Linked DNA regions of Sus scrofa: region 1 is linked to region 2. A link is a contact called in public HiChIP or PLAC-seq data. All regions are on one chromosome and are shown on one strand. Each heading gives the region's core, a stretch centred on a gene start, on an enhancer-like site or on the middle of the called end of the contact. The rest is flanking DNA. Distances are from core to core; before and after follow the strand shown.

Region 1 (7,282 bases), core at 3,006-5,505, 1.0 Mb after region 2:
TATATTCTTTTTTAATATTCCTTTCCATTATAGGTTTTTATAAGATATTGAGTATAGTTCCCTATGCCATACAGGTCCTTGTTCTTTACTTATTTTATACATAGTAGTGTGTATATGTTAATCCCAAACTCCTGATTTATTCCCCCTCTCACCCCTTTAGTAAGTATAAGTTTGTTTTCTATGTCTGTGGGTCTATTTCTGTTTTGTATAAACTCATGATTATTTTTTTAGATGCCACAAATACATGATATATATTTGTCTTTTTCCACCTGACCTCATTTAATATAATCTCTAGGTCTGTCCATGTTGCTGCAAGTGTCATGATTTTTTTTATTTGAGAAGGAAACGCCTTGTGTTTGGAAAGGCCAAGTACAATACCCTAGGGGTTTTGATCTACAACAAAACTTACAGATTTGTCCACCTTGTTCTCAGTAGAAGACTAATCAACTATAAATGTAATTGGACATGAAGCGAACACACAGAGATAAACAAGGTTCTGCTGAAGGGCCTTCTTACCCGTCCATGATCATGGCATCCAGCGTGGTCTCTCCAGATTCATCAGGACTGCCCCCAAAGCCCACGGTGCCATCACACTGCTCCCTCTCACATGCCGCACAGCCACTCTCAACCGCATCCAGCGCAGAACCTCCAGATGCTAATGTCCTCCATGCTGGTAATCAGATCCCAATATACTGACTTTTCTTTCAATGCCAAATGCAACAAACCAAAAATATCCTGAAAACTCCTATTTTAAAGAATGTTTTCACATTTACACTAAGTTATAGCAAAGAAGAGTGATATAGACAAAATTGTATAACAACCCTTTCCCTTGAAGAGATCAAACACTTGGCTACTGATGCAAAGTGAGAGGTTTTTCACTTATTAATATCTGCTTCTACTGTGTGTGAGAAAATAAGTATTCTCTCCTTCAGTTTAAAAAGAAATTACAATTTAAGCTACTAAAAGACAAATTGAAAATTCATTAAATCAGAGCTTCATCAATTTCTTCTGCATAATCAGATTTTTAAAAATATACCTATGGGAGTTCCCACGTGGCTCAACAGGTTAAGAACACAATGCTGTCTCTGTGAGAACGCAGGTTCCATCCCTGGCCTTGCTCAGTGGGTTAAAGATATGGCATAGGTTGCAGAAACGGCTTAGATCCCGTGTTGTCACAGCTGTGGCATAGGCCACAGCTTCACCTCCAATTTGACCCAGGGCCCAGGAACTTCATATACCACAGGTGCGGCCATAAAAAGAAAAAAATGTGTATATATATGCCTATGTTTTTATTGAAGTAACATCTATCATAGGAAGTCTCAGTCACAAAGAGTAACAGCAAATAATTACAACGTGAACTTCAAGTAAATTAATTCACTTAATCTTTGAGGTACTGTACAATTACTGTCTTCATTCTAAATAGGAGGAAATAGACCCAGAGAGGTTATTTGGTCAAGGTCACACAGCTAGTAGGTAGCAGAGGCCACGATTCAAAAGTAGTCATTTTCGGCTCCAGTGGCCATGCTTTTAGCATTAAACTAAGCTCTGCAGAGCTCCACACATCAAAAAAGGGGGGAAATAAAACCCTTCAATGGTTGATTTCCTTTTTGGAAATCCCACGGCATGTGGTAGTTCCTAGGCCAGGGATCAAATCTGTACCAACGCAACAGCTGGAGCCACTTCAGTGACAATGCCAGATACTTAACCTGCTCCTGTTCCCTTAACCAAGGGAACTCCAATGGCCAATTTATTCATTTGTAAAAACAGAATTCCTTGAAAGTTAATGCTAGTATTGGTAAGAATTTAAGTATCATTACTGAATACTGACAAGTTTGCAAGTATATTTGTAGAATTGAATAGAGGCCACATACCCAGAATCGTCCCCTGCCTGGGAGCCCTGCACTTTCTTTTCTGTCTCATTATTGCTGGAAGTTTCTCTCACAGCCTTTTTCCTCATTTTTTCTGAAGTATATACACTGCTTATAGCATGCAAACTTGGCTCCATCAAGTTCTAAAGTCAGTTCAGCCCAGAAGATGATATTAGCTGCCTCAAACAGCAGAGAAGAGGTCTGAAACAACCCCTAGGGAAGTATGCCTTGAATGAAACAGTATACAGAATAATAAGAAAAGGGCAAGATAATAGTATGTACAGGATGACAACAAAGGACATAAGACAGGCATGTGACTCAGATTGAGCCTAAGGACAGTAAATCAGGGAAGAGGTGACACTTTAGTTTAGTAGTTCTCAATCCTAGCTGCAAATCAACATCACTTAGGCAGCTTAAACAAACAAAAAATCTGATACTTTGGTTCCCACAGTGAAATCAAAATCTCAGGAGGTGGGGCCCAGGGACAGGATTTTTGAGATCTTAGGATGACTTTAATGTATAACCAAGACTGGAACCCTGTATTTCAGGTGGAAAATACATGTCAGCATGTAGCAAAAAAAAAAAAAGTAAATGTAAATGTAAGAAGAGTACGCTTTGGAAATTATTAGGCATTTGTCAAGCTTAAGAAGACCGTATTGGTTAGATGTAAGGGGTTAGAAAAGAGAGGTGGGCAGGGAACACAACCCCTGAAAAGACTAGATGTCAGGCAAAAGACGGCCTAGGAGCTCAGTGGAAGAGTTTGAGCAGAAAAGCTATAACTGCTTTAGGTCAGCAGCAGAGTGGAAAATATCTCGTGACTGGTGATTATAGGGGCTGAATAGAGGGAGTCGTCCAAAAATTGAGGCTCTAAAATGCAGCAGCGACAGGGTGGATGGTCAACTGCAAGAGACGCCGCGACGTAGCGGGTGCAGGCGAGACTGCGGAACCCGTGGCCGGCTCTGGCCGGCGCCGCCCTCCCGGCTCCCAGCACCTCGGTGGGGAAGGCCGGCGGTCCGCCCCTCCCGCAAGCTGTCGCAACAGAGTCCCCGTACAGGCTGCCGCCCCGCACCTGCTTGGGTTGCATTCCTGAAAGGCCAAGTGTTGACGATCAGCGGCAGAGGGCTGGAGCTGCGTACCGGGGCTGCGCCGAGCAGCAGCATCAGCAGCAGGATCGGTTTCTGCGCCATGGCTGCGAGCCAGGAAGGAGCTGAGAAAGGTCACAGCCGCCACCAGAGGTCACAGTAGCCGTGGCCGCCGCAGATCCCCGGTCCGCGACCCAAAACTCGCGATCCCCGGAGCCCCGCCCACCTGGACCCACGCCCACTTCCTTGGGGCCCGGCTCGGGCTCGTCAAACTCTCGCGAGACGTGTTTTACTCCCCGGGTCGCCTTGGGTTCCTCTTTAATTCCGTTTTATGTCTACGCAGATGATTTGATTTGATTTTTTAATGCTCAAGCGAAAGTTAGCATGAAATTACACAGCCTTGGCTTACACGACCCTTGGAACTTTTGAGTTTGCTTTTAACTTGTTAGCCTCTTATTAAAAATTGGAGTTGGTAAATTTATGACACTCGCAGTGTGCTGGGTGGGGTTCCTGGCCGCAGAGAGCTGGGTGGTTAAGTATAGGTGAAACGTGAGTGCTTAGAGCCAGGTTTATTTTAGTTTTCTCCCGCCCATGCCTTCAGTCTTCTTTCCACCGCTTCTTTTTGTAGGACGTACTCTCGTTGTTAATCTGTGAGTCGGAAGAAAAAGAAACTGCCTGAAGAAGCAGAAATTAACTGCACAGTTTACTGAAGTGTACCTACCTTCCTGCACCTCCAGGGCTAGAAGCCACCTCCATTCCTTTTTGAACGTGTTTTACCTCCTGCCTGCACCATTAAGTACTTAATAAACGTTTGAATGAAGGCAGAATGGAGACTTTACCTTGTTGAAAGATGAACTGAGGCAAGTTAAAGATTTTGGAAGCTTTTTAAGTAGCCATACCATGAAACATAAGTATTGTTGAAAAGTTCATTTATAACTTTTACATATGTATTTAGTCTACTTGCTCAACATTTAGATTTGCTCTTGGAAATGTCATGACACAGTAACAGCTAATTTTAAGTTATCTTTCTTGATGACAAAGTCTGCAATAGCGATAATGAGCTTATTTATATTTTAGTAAACCGAGGTAGAATAAGAGTATTATATTTAATGCTGATAGCACCAAAGACTTGCCTATTGTAATTAAATCGACAAAATTAGGTTTTATTTACTGGGGATTTTCCTACATCACGTGAACTTGAAAAACATTTGAATTAGTTTCTATATTTCTTCAAGTATACTTGATTTATGTAGTGTTTGTCTTTAAGCCAGTTAAATATAGAGCTCTTTACAAGTTAATTTTGGCAATGCCATCCAGAGGTTAAATAGAAATCACACATCTGGAGAGAGGACAAGATGGCGGAGGAGTAGGGGGACACGCTCGCCCTCTCCCACAAACACAACAAAAAAAGCACATCTACAGAAGAAATGACTCGCACAGAACAACAACCAATCGCTGGCAGAGGAACCTAAACTCCAATAACGGCAAGAAGTTCGTGACATTATTGGGCAGAACGGGAGAAAAGAGGAGAGTGAGAGAAGGTGAATCCGAGCGGGACGGGCGCTCCCGAAAGGGAACTGCGGAGGAGAAAGGGATCCCGCACCCTGGAAAGTCTCCTACCGGGGGAAAGATCAAACGAACGGGAGGAATCTCCAGATGCAGAGAAGAGTGTAGCAGTAAGTCGGAGTACGGAAAAACGATCAAGAACCCAACGGACCATCTGAACTACGGGCACAGTCACCAAAAATTGAGACGCCTGGGTGGGGGCTGGGCACCGAATCCTCGGCTCCAGAGGTTAGTCCCCGGGAAAGGGCCGGGGGACGCCTGGGTGGGGGCTGGGCACCGAGACCTCAGCTCTGAAGGTTGGTCCCCGAGAGGGGGCCGGGGGACGCCTGGGTTGGGGCTGGGCACAGAGACCTCGCCTCCGAAGGTTAGTCCCCAAGAAAGGGCCGGGGGGCGCCGCCTGGGTGGGGGCTGGGCACCGAGACCTCGGCTCCAGAGATTAGTCCCCGGGCTAGGGGGCGGGGAAGAGCGGAAACTGCTTGGGAGGTCTCTAAACCATTTGACGGGGCAGAGACTGCCTGGGAGACTAGAAAACAAAGCTGTCGCAGAGGAAGGGAGCAATACTCTAGGGGCGGGGAAGTGGAAAGCCGCCTCAGAGGGAACCTGGGAGAAGAGCCTGGTCTGCGCCCGTGCTGGGGAGGGGAGAGAAGAAGGGGTGGGTCCCCATAGAATACCCCCCACGCCACAGCAAGCTTACAGGCCCGCTAGCTAGCAGAAAGCTGTGCTTCCCAGTGCATTCCCTCCCCCCACCCCCGCCACCCCCTACGCTCTCGCCGAACCTGGGGCTGCCTGCCATCCAGGAGGGCTGGCCTCAACAATTGCCTGAAGCCTACCACCGCAGGGGCTCTCCCTGCACAGGCCTGCTTGCCCTTTGGAGGGGCTACACTTCCACAGAGCAGCACCAAACACCACCAGGCCCCTAGAAAAGGCCTGCAGCCCAGAAAAGCTAGAACAAGCCTAGCCAGGCCGTGAATAGATCGACCTAATTCTCCGACGGTTTTTCTGAGACGGGCTCCCCCGGGGAGGAGCCTCTTGAGTCTCCAAGGGCCTTGCTACACGCCCAAGACCCCAGGGGGTGCTAAGACCTAGTGGACCAGCTGCATAGGACTGCCAGCTCCAGGCAGGACCCCCTGCAGCCCAGAAAAGCTGCAACAAGCCTGGCCGAATTGGGAAAAGATCTCAGACGGTCTCTCTGAGTCGGGCTGTCCTGGGGAGGAACCTCTTGAGTCTCCAAGGGCCCTGCTACCCGCCCAAGACCCCAAGGGGTGCTGAGACCTAGTGGACCAGCTGCATAGGACTGCCAGCTCCAGGCAGGACCCCCTGCAGCCCAGAAAAGCTGCAACAAGCCTGGCGGAATCGGGAAAAGATCTCAGACGGTCTTTCTGAGTCAGGCTGTCCTGGGGAGGAGCCTCTTGAGTCTCCAAGGGCCCTGCTACCCGCCCAAGACCCCAGGGGGTGCTGAGACCTAGTGGACCAGCTGCATAGGACTGCCAGCTCCAGGCAGGACCCCCTGCAGCCCAGAAAAGCTGCAACAAACCTGGCGGAATCGGGAAAAGATCTCAGACGGTCTTTCTGAGTCGGGCTGTCCTGGGGAGGAGCCTCTTGAGCCTCCAAGGGCCCTGCTACCCGCCCAAGACCCCAGGGGGTGCTGAGACCTAGTGGACCAGCTGCATAGGACTGCCAGCTCCAGGCAGGACCCCCTGCAGCCCAGAAAACCTGCAACAAGCCTGGCCGAATCGGGAAAAGATCTCAAACGGTCTTTCTGAATCGGGCTGCCCTGGGGAGGAGCCTCTTGAGTCTCCAAGGGCCCTGCTACCCGCCCAAGACCCCAAGGGGTGCTGAGACCTAGTGGACCAGCTGCATAGGACTGCCAGCTCCAGGCAGGACCCCCTGCAGCCCAGAAAAGCTGCAACAAGCCTGGCCGACTTGGGAAAAGATCTCAGACGGTCTTTCTGAGTCGGGCTGTTCTGGGGAGGAGCCTCTTGAGTCTCCAAAGGCCCTGCTACCCGCCCAAGACCCCAAGGGGTGCTGAGACCTAGTGGACCAGCTGCATAGGACTGCCAGCTCCAGGCAGGACCCCCTGCAGCCCAGAAAAGCTGCAACAAGCCTGGCGGAATCGGGAAAAGATCTCAGACGGTCTTTCTGAGTCGGGCTGCCCTGGGGAGGAACCTCTTGAGTCTCCAAGGGCCCTGCTACCCGCCCAAGACCACAGGGGGTGCTGAGAACCAAGTGAAATCTGCTACCATCGTGGGGTGGACCTCCCAGTCCTGTCTGCCCTCAGGAAGTCCTCCTTTGCTTCAAAGAAACACTGTTAGCCCCATCAACACTCCAGAAAAGCCACACTGCCTCAAAAAAAGATTGACCAACAACGACAGCCCTCAGGAAATATTCCAGGGCAGTGACAAGGCAAACACTACCCGATAACGGAGAGTACAACTCCCTCAGGAGAAAGAAGACAACAAGCAAGATGAAGAAGCTGAGAAACCACCCCCAGTCAAACCAACAGGAGAACTCACCTAAAACAGTCAACAATGAAACTGATCTCTGCAGTCTGACAGACATGGAGTTCAAAAGAGAAATAGTGAAAATACTGAAGGAATTAAGAGAAGATATGAACAGCAATGCAGATACCCTCAGAAAGGAGCTAGAAAATATAAGGAGGAGCCAAGAAAAACTAGAACATTCATTTGCAGAGATGCAAACTGAACTAGGGGCAGTAAAAACCAGAATGAATAATGCAGAAGAACGAATCAGTGATATGGAAGATAG
Region 2 (7,454 bases), core at 3,471-5,970:
ATTTCAGCCTGTGCTTGGCTATAGTTCACTAGGGTTTAAAGGCTTTTTGAATTAACAGGATTTAAACTTGTGGCTTTTTGTCATTCAGGTGATTGGGAAGTCTTGGTAGGCAGGTTGTCTAAATCTGCCTTCGGACTGATTCATCATCCAGCTGCTGGAGAACTGAGTTTTGAGCTCTGCCAACAAGCTTCCCCTGTTTCAGACTCACTTTTTTAAGGAGAAATTGAAATGGCTCCTTTAAGAGTAGGCAGTCAGGGACACCTGTATAATCAGAAGAGTTTATTCTTTATCACCTTTCTTTACTTGGCTAGCAAGACTATTCCTTTCCAAATATTTAATATTAGGTAAAAACATTTGAAAAAGTATTCTTAGTAATTGCGGATTGATTGCTATTCTCAAGCTCTGTTCTCCCATAACATTGATATAACCAATAAAGTTTTATGCCATCTATCAAAAAACACAACACACCAACTTACTACGTCATTCTCGACAAAGCCCAGAACAACACTCTAACTATTTTGAAAAATTTAAGTGAACAAAGGAACACCAAAAAATCAATTTTAACAAGTAAAAAACTTAAAAAAATCTTACGAGAATCAGGAACAACTCTTTCCCTTGAAATGACTGCCTTGTATTTGCACCCAGAGGCTTGAGCTGGACGGTGACCAAGAGTTAATTCTCCCACTGTTGGTTTGACCTCAAACCATTCTATAAAATATAAACACAAAATTGTTCGTTAAAAATTTATTATGGCCCTTGTCAAAATAAGATACCACAAATTTAAATTAAGCAAATTTAGACATCTGCTGGATCATATTCCTAAGGGTGGTGTGAAGACGCAGGTTAGTAACCCTCTCCACCAATGGGTCACCTCTCTGATGTGCAAAATGGTTGCTTTAAAAATGTTACTTTAGGGGTTCTCACTAAGGTGCAGTAGGTTAAGAATCTGACTGCAGTGGCTCAGATCACTGTGGAGGCATCGGTTCTACCCCTAGCCCTACCCAGTGGTTAAAGAACCGGGCTGGGTCTGGGATTCAACCCTTGGCCCAGAAACTTCCATATGCCTTGGATATGGCCATAGGAAGAAAGTTACTTTAAAAACAATACCCTTATCTTCCTATTAGGTTTGGGGTAAGCTTTTAATCAATAATGTGTACAGAAAAATGAACAAATCATATGTTTACAGTTTGATGAATTTCTGGAGTGAATACAAACCTGGGGTGCCATTACCCAGATCCAGAAATAGTACACTACTAGCACCCCAAACTGCCTCCTGTCTCTCCTATTCAGTCCCCTAAAAAGAAAACTGCCTTCTATCATCATAGGTTAGCTTTACATATTTATATATTTCATATAAATAAAAGCATACAGTATTTTATTTCACAAACATTTTTATACTATACAAATAGTGACAAAATTATTCCATGTTTCTCATATTTCTTACCAAACACAGCACTTGGGCATCAGTTTCTCTGTGCTTCTGAAGGTCACTTACTTCTCTGCAGCTCACTCTCACTGAGGCTCGAAGACATGTCTAAGGTTATTTCTATTCATAAGCCATAGCCAGTGGTATTTATGCTAAATACCACTCTGGGCAGTAACATTCCCAGAACTGCAATTATCGCAATTAATTACTTTGGCTGCTTAAAATCAGAACACTCAAAAATCAATGCTGGTAATAACATAATTCTATTCAAGAATCTGAAGGGTTAAGGGGTCCATGACTAAAGAGAAACTGTGTTCCAAAGAAGACAACAGAGCAGTGTTAGCTTTGCACTTAGGTGGACTTTTAACCTGAAGATTAAACAAACAGAATTTGTTTGTGTTTCATTCTAGAAATTCCAACAAGAACCAATGAACAGATGTAATAGATTAAATGTAAGCAAACATCAGGTATAAAAAAATAATGATACCTGGTTTGTGGTTTTAAAAAAAATAACTTGACAAAACTAAAATGGTGAACAATGAAAGAACTTAAGTGGGGTAGAGGGCTGGCAAGGAGTGCTCCTTGTCCTAGTGTTTAAAGTACTTACGGTTTGAGGAAGAGAGTAAAGATATTAGTTTTAGACTAAGAAAAATATGCGTGTTAAAATTTCTAGGGTAGCACTTTCTAGAGTTGAAATTTATAATTTTCCAAATAAGTAGAGGAGATTAGTCTTTGGACAGTAAGTTATGACTGAATTAATAACAATTAGTCACAGTAAATGAAATTACAACAGTCCATGCAACAAGGAATAGTGGCAGGCTTTTCCTTCATCTGTGTTCAAGAATAGCCTCGCTGGAGTTCCCACTGTGGCAAAATGGGATCCACAGCTTCTCTGGAGCAATGGGACACAGGTTCGATCCCTGGCCTGGCACAGTGAGTTAAGGATCTGGCTTGGAAGTACTCAGTTCGTTATTTCCAAGGATAACTTACGTGGATTCAGTTTTCTGCTCAATTTTCTTTGCAACATTTGTAAAAGGAAGAGGAACTCTACTTTAAGTTCATTGGTGAGCTTGTTGGGGTTGCCTATTAATTCTGATAACCTAATGTTATCTTTAATAGACTTTGAAGCTGTCGACCTAGGAACCAGGGGCAATTTCATCTGGTAACTGTAGTCTGTGAAATTCACGAGGTCATCCTGAATACTTTTAATTCTGGACACAAAAAAATAAAATAAAATATTGTTTACAAGTCACATTTTAGCAATAAGATTTCTTTCTTTCTTTCTTTTTTTTTTTTTTTTTGGCCACACGCATGGCATATGGAAGTTCCCAGGCTAGGGGTCAAATCGGAGCTGTAGTGGCTGGCCTACACCACAGCCACAGCAACTCAGGATCTGAGCCATGTCTGTGACTGACACCACAGCTCATGACCCTTAACCCACTGAGTAAGGTTAGGGATCAAACCTGTGTCCTCATGGATGCAGTCAGATTAGTTTCTGCTGAGCCATCATGGGAACTCCCATTTTAGCAATAAGATTTCTACTGTCACAACTTTAATATTAAATTGTATTACTAGAAAATTCCAAATAACTCACTCTCGATGTGTTAACAAGGTGTACACCTCCTGTATCAGTATTTCAGGTACTCCAGCTTTACAATGAATAGTTCCGTGGATTAGTTCTTTAGGTAATTTAAATTTTTTTCTTGCCAGGAACTTTAATAGAAGAAAAAAAATATTTTCACCAAAAAAATTCTATAAATATCTCTAATTACTTTGAATTCACTTTCACCCCCTGTTTGTCCTCCATTTATATTTTGAGGTTTAACAAGTTAATTATTAAATGATATTATTACTCAGCAAGAAAATCAACCATGGTCTCCCTCTCCGACTTGAAATGAGTATGCTGTTTCATAGGTGACACATAGATTACAGTTTAATAACCTTTTTAATACAAGGAAATAAATGCCACCTAGCGGCTTTGGGTAACTAGCACCCAGCCACTAACACACATTTCAAGAAATCTAAGACCTCAGGAATACACCTCTTCAAATACAAACTTCTCCAAAGTTAAAAGCATCGGTAACTGCTAATTTACCTTTTCCAATTGTGCCCAGTTATCCAACTTGACTTTTAAAGAAGTTCCATTTTGAAAGGATGACAACTTAAGGTCCCAGGGGTAATGTATAGAGAATATTTCTGCGATCAAGAAGCCATTGGAAAAATCCCTGATCCATATCAATAAGGAAATGAAATAAAATGTAGTTACATATATAGTTTGTATTATTTTGTAATCAATTCACACCCATATAATATTCAATACTGACGACAAGATAATTATAAAAGTAGAGTCTGATGCATCCTTGCTTCGAGGAGGCCTTGCTATGGGGTAGTGATTGAGTAAGATTAGACACACACCAAAGGCCATGGTGTTCTTTTTATGAACCCAAACTATTAATTCATATTGAATTTTCATTTTAACAAGGCCCCCAGGTGATACCACTGGGGGCACTGAACATTTCAAGCATGTTTTTCTTAAGGAGTGCCTAAATCAGTAAACCAGAGAAAGCCCTTGCCTGCAAAATGAAAGTCATCACCTTTATTTTTAAGGAATTCAATTTGCATTCCCAGTGCAAGTATTAACTGCCAGTTATGCTCAGAGAGGCTTCAGTTATAAGGAGCAACTTTTTCAATCCCCAATAACCTTCAAACCAGATGCTATGGCTAATAAAAAGTAAACGGATCCCCACTAGTACTAATGTCCAGTGTCCCTGAAAAAGAGCCTAGGTTATTTTATTTGGGGGTTGTCACCAACGCATTCTATATTAGCTGAGTCTAAAACGGAATGATAGAATTGATTGAATAAATGAAATGCTTCACCCTTTTGCAGATCAGCTCCCTAAGGGGGCGAGTGTGTGAGTGTGCTTGTGCGTGTGCGTGTGACGAGTGAAGGAGTAGAGCGGGCAAGGCAATCCCAGGAAAGCCCCTGCGTTACTGCGGGGTGGGCGGCGCAGACCAGGAGACTGCTCTGCTCCGGCGGATGCGCCCGCCAGGCGGCCAGGGCCCGACCGCTCCAGCACCTGCTGATGTTCCTAGGGAAGAAGCTGAGATCCAGGCCCTGGAGCCAGCGCAGAACCGACGGAGACATGCGGGAGCTCTTCGGTGGTTGTGGATAGACCAGCCACTTCTTAGGCCTCTCTCGGATGGGAGCTGCTGGACCTGGCGCAAGTGACGGTGACTTGGGTAAGGCAGCCGCCGGCAGCTTCAAAAGCCTTTCTTTCCGGCTGGTGGCAGCCATGTCGCTTTCTGGGTTTCTATGGCAGCATCGGGGGCGGGGCCTCGGTGGGGCGGGGTCTGGTGTTGGCGGGGCCTCGGCGCAGGCGCCCTGGGCCTCATGCGTACTCCACTTCACTATCCGACGCTCTTGGTTGGGCACGCACATCCCTGGCCCCACTGCGAGGGGACGTGGGTCCGGGGAGCTTCGACATGGCCCGAGCTTTCAATCTCAGTTTTAATTGGCCTGAAGCGTAACCAATTTAGAGCTACCCACCCTCACCCCGCCTTCCCTTAGAAATTGACATTTTGAATATTGTGGTTTCTGCTCAGCTGAAGGCTTGTTGCAGTCAAGCATTTTGAGGAAGTTGTGAGAACGTTTCAGAGGACAAAGACAGGTTTTGTTTGGAAATTGGAAAAGATAGGGCTTTTGTTCCAAAATGCCAATGTAAAAAAAAATCTTCAAAAATAAAATGAATAAATGCTTTATGTCTACACAATGTAATTTACCAATTTCCTTAATTATTACATTATATTCATAAAAGTTACATGGTATTTGAAAACAACTTGTAAATTAGATTTTCACACTTCACAAAGATGCCTCAGGATGCATGATGTCATTCATTAGACAAATATTTTGAGTCCCTACTATGTGCCAGGCCCTAATCTAGTCACTTGGGATTCATCAGTGAACAACACAGAGGGAAAAAAAGATTGCAGAGCAAGCATAGATAATTATAAACTAAATATTTACACAGCAAAGTTGTTAAAATCTTTTAAAAACTTTTACAGCAGAAAAGTAGATATGTAGATAATATGTGTAAGTAATATGAAGATATGTTACTATGCAAGATGAAATATGGGATAGATATATAAAGAGTAGAGCTGTATATTGTCGAATGCTTATTCGTACACGTTTATTAATAAAGTAAACCAATGTGAGTGAGTCTGTATTAGAAAGACAAAAATGAAGCTGTACAGTGTTTTTTCTTTGTCCAATGTAGTTTTTCATTTGTTGAATGGACTTATTTTGAGGAATTACTGTCCTCTGCTTTGCTGTGTATAAGATCTTCACTATTCAATACCTAGCTACTAGCCCCATGTAGCTATTCAGTTTTATATTAAATAAATTTAAATAAAATGAAGAAGCGTAACACTGGCTACATTCAACAGCTCAATAGTTGGGTGGGGCTGTTGGCTACCACATTGTACATCACAGAGACTGCACTATCACTATCTTTGCAGAAAGTTCTTTTAGGCAGCTGTACCCTAGATTATTTATAGAAGGTACAGAGATATATAAGTATCTGAAAAAAAGATCATGTACTCTGAAAAGCTCTGCCATGCTAAAAAATATATTGGTATCAGGAAGGAAGCAAATGATTTGGCCTGAGAGAGCACAGGAGTCCTCAGAGGAGGTGACCTTTGATGTGTATCTTGTAAAGCAGTATTTGAATGGGTTAAGACACAGGCTTTGGACCACCAGCTTTACTTTTTATTATTTATGTGATTTTGGGCAAGTTATTTTACCATTTTTTATTTGTAAAAGATGGAAATAAATAGGAAATACCTTACAGGGTTGAGATGAGGATTAAGTTGACAAGTTAAATGAATGAAGAGCCTGGAACAGTGTGTGCACATAATAAACACTCAGTACACATGAGTGATGCTTCTAAGACAATTGTGGAACTCTATGGAATGAAGAGCGGAAGGAAGGAATGGTTGCACACAGAGTGACTTATGTGAGCAGAAGCAGACAATATGATCTATGATATAAGAGTTTTTTTGGTTTGGGGTTTTTTTGTTGTTGGATTTTTGTTTTGTTTTATTTTGTTTTGTTTTGCTTGGCCATGCCTGCAGCATGCAGAAGTTCCTCAGCCAGGAATCAAACCTGAGCCACAGAAGTGACAAAGCCAGATCCTTAACCACTATGCCACCAGGGAACTCCTATGGTAATGAGAGTATTTTTTTTTTAATGAATTTTAGGAAATAACAAATAACTGATTAGGGTTAGAGAGACTGTTCATGATTTGAGCTAACCCAAGATTTAGGTGGTAAATGGCTGGAGAGGTAGGTTAGGAACACAGATTGAGGCTTGACTGAAAACAGTCTTGATAAGGAGCTAGAATTTTTATTGTAGCAAATATGCCAATTGCTAAGCAAATAGATCTCTGTTTCATATACATTCATACAGGTTCTGCCCCCTGGAGTTGGAACTTAGTCTGATTTCCCCTTTGCTGAGTTTTATCAAATTTGGCCAATGGGGGGAACTGGAGAGTGAGACTAGGAGGCCAGATGAAGGGAGAAGGACTGTTCAGATCAATGTCCCCAGGCCAGTGGCAGTTGGTGCCAGAGTCCAACTTTTTTTTTTCATTCCTGGAGCAGTTTTCATCATTCTCTCTCAGAAGTTTCAGCGACCACTGAGAAGGGCTGGCACTCAGAACTCCAAGGCCCCGTTTTAATCTAGGACCCACCCACCCACCCCTTTTGTGAGGGACTCAAGAATCAGTACCCGCTGTGCCAGCGCCCCTTCGAAAGTCAGTCTGTAGGACTTTTCCTCCAAGCTCCAGCTTCTGAGAACTCCAGATCTCCAGCACTCAGGGGTCTCTCTCTTTTCATCCTGTGTTCTTGTTTTAGTCTTTTAACTCTTCAGCATCTGCATAACCATTTCCTTCTATTAAATTCTGGTTGAATGCATGGCATTACTTCTGATTTCTGGCTGAACAATACATGGCTTCTTACCTGTAATGAAGTCTCC

Evidence for each region. HiChIP or PLAC-seq counts read pairs in DNA pulled down with a chosen protein or histone mark.
Region 1: an H3K27ac HiChIP or PLAC-seq map of alveolar macrophages shows a contact between it and region 2. The contact joins the promoter of AGA here to the promoter of SPATA4 in region 2. A contact is called at or near these places in 2 of 2 datasets of contacts at active chromatin or transcription factors (alveolar macrophages and skeletal muscle).

Annotation. Positions count from the first base shown.
Region 1 is chr15:39,710,311-39,717,592 of Sscrofa11.1, forward strand. AGA (N(4)-(Beta-N-acetylglucosaminyl)-L-asparaginase) reads right to left here and starts at 4,256. Exons shown (of 9, transcript XM_001927332.7): 1 at 2,938-4,256; 2 at 517-670. The coding sequence starts at 3,055.
Region 2 is chr15:38,701,023-38,708,476 of Sscrofa11.1, forward strand. SPATA4 (spermatogenesis associated 4) reads right to left here and starts at 4,721. Exons shown (of 6, transcript NM_001177923.1): 1 at 4,504-4,721; 2 at 3,522-3,651; 3 at 3,021-3,139; 4 at 2,417-2,637; 5 at 595-708. The coding sequence starts at 4,721. LOC110257112 (a long non-coding RNA gene) reads right to left here. Exons shown (of 2, transcript XR_002339354.1): 1 at 7,439-7,454; 2 at 7,058-7,352.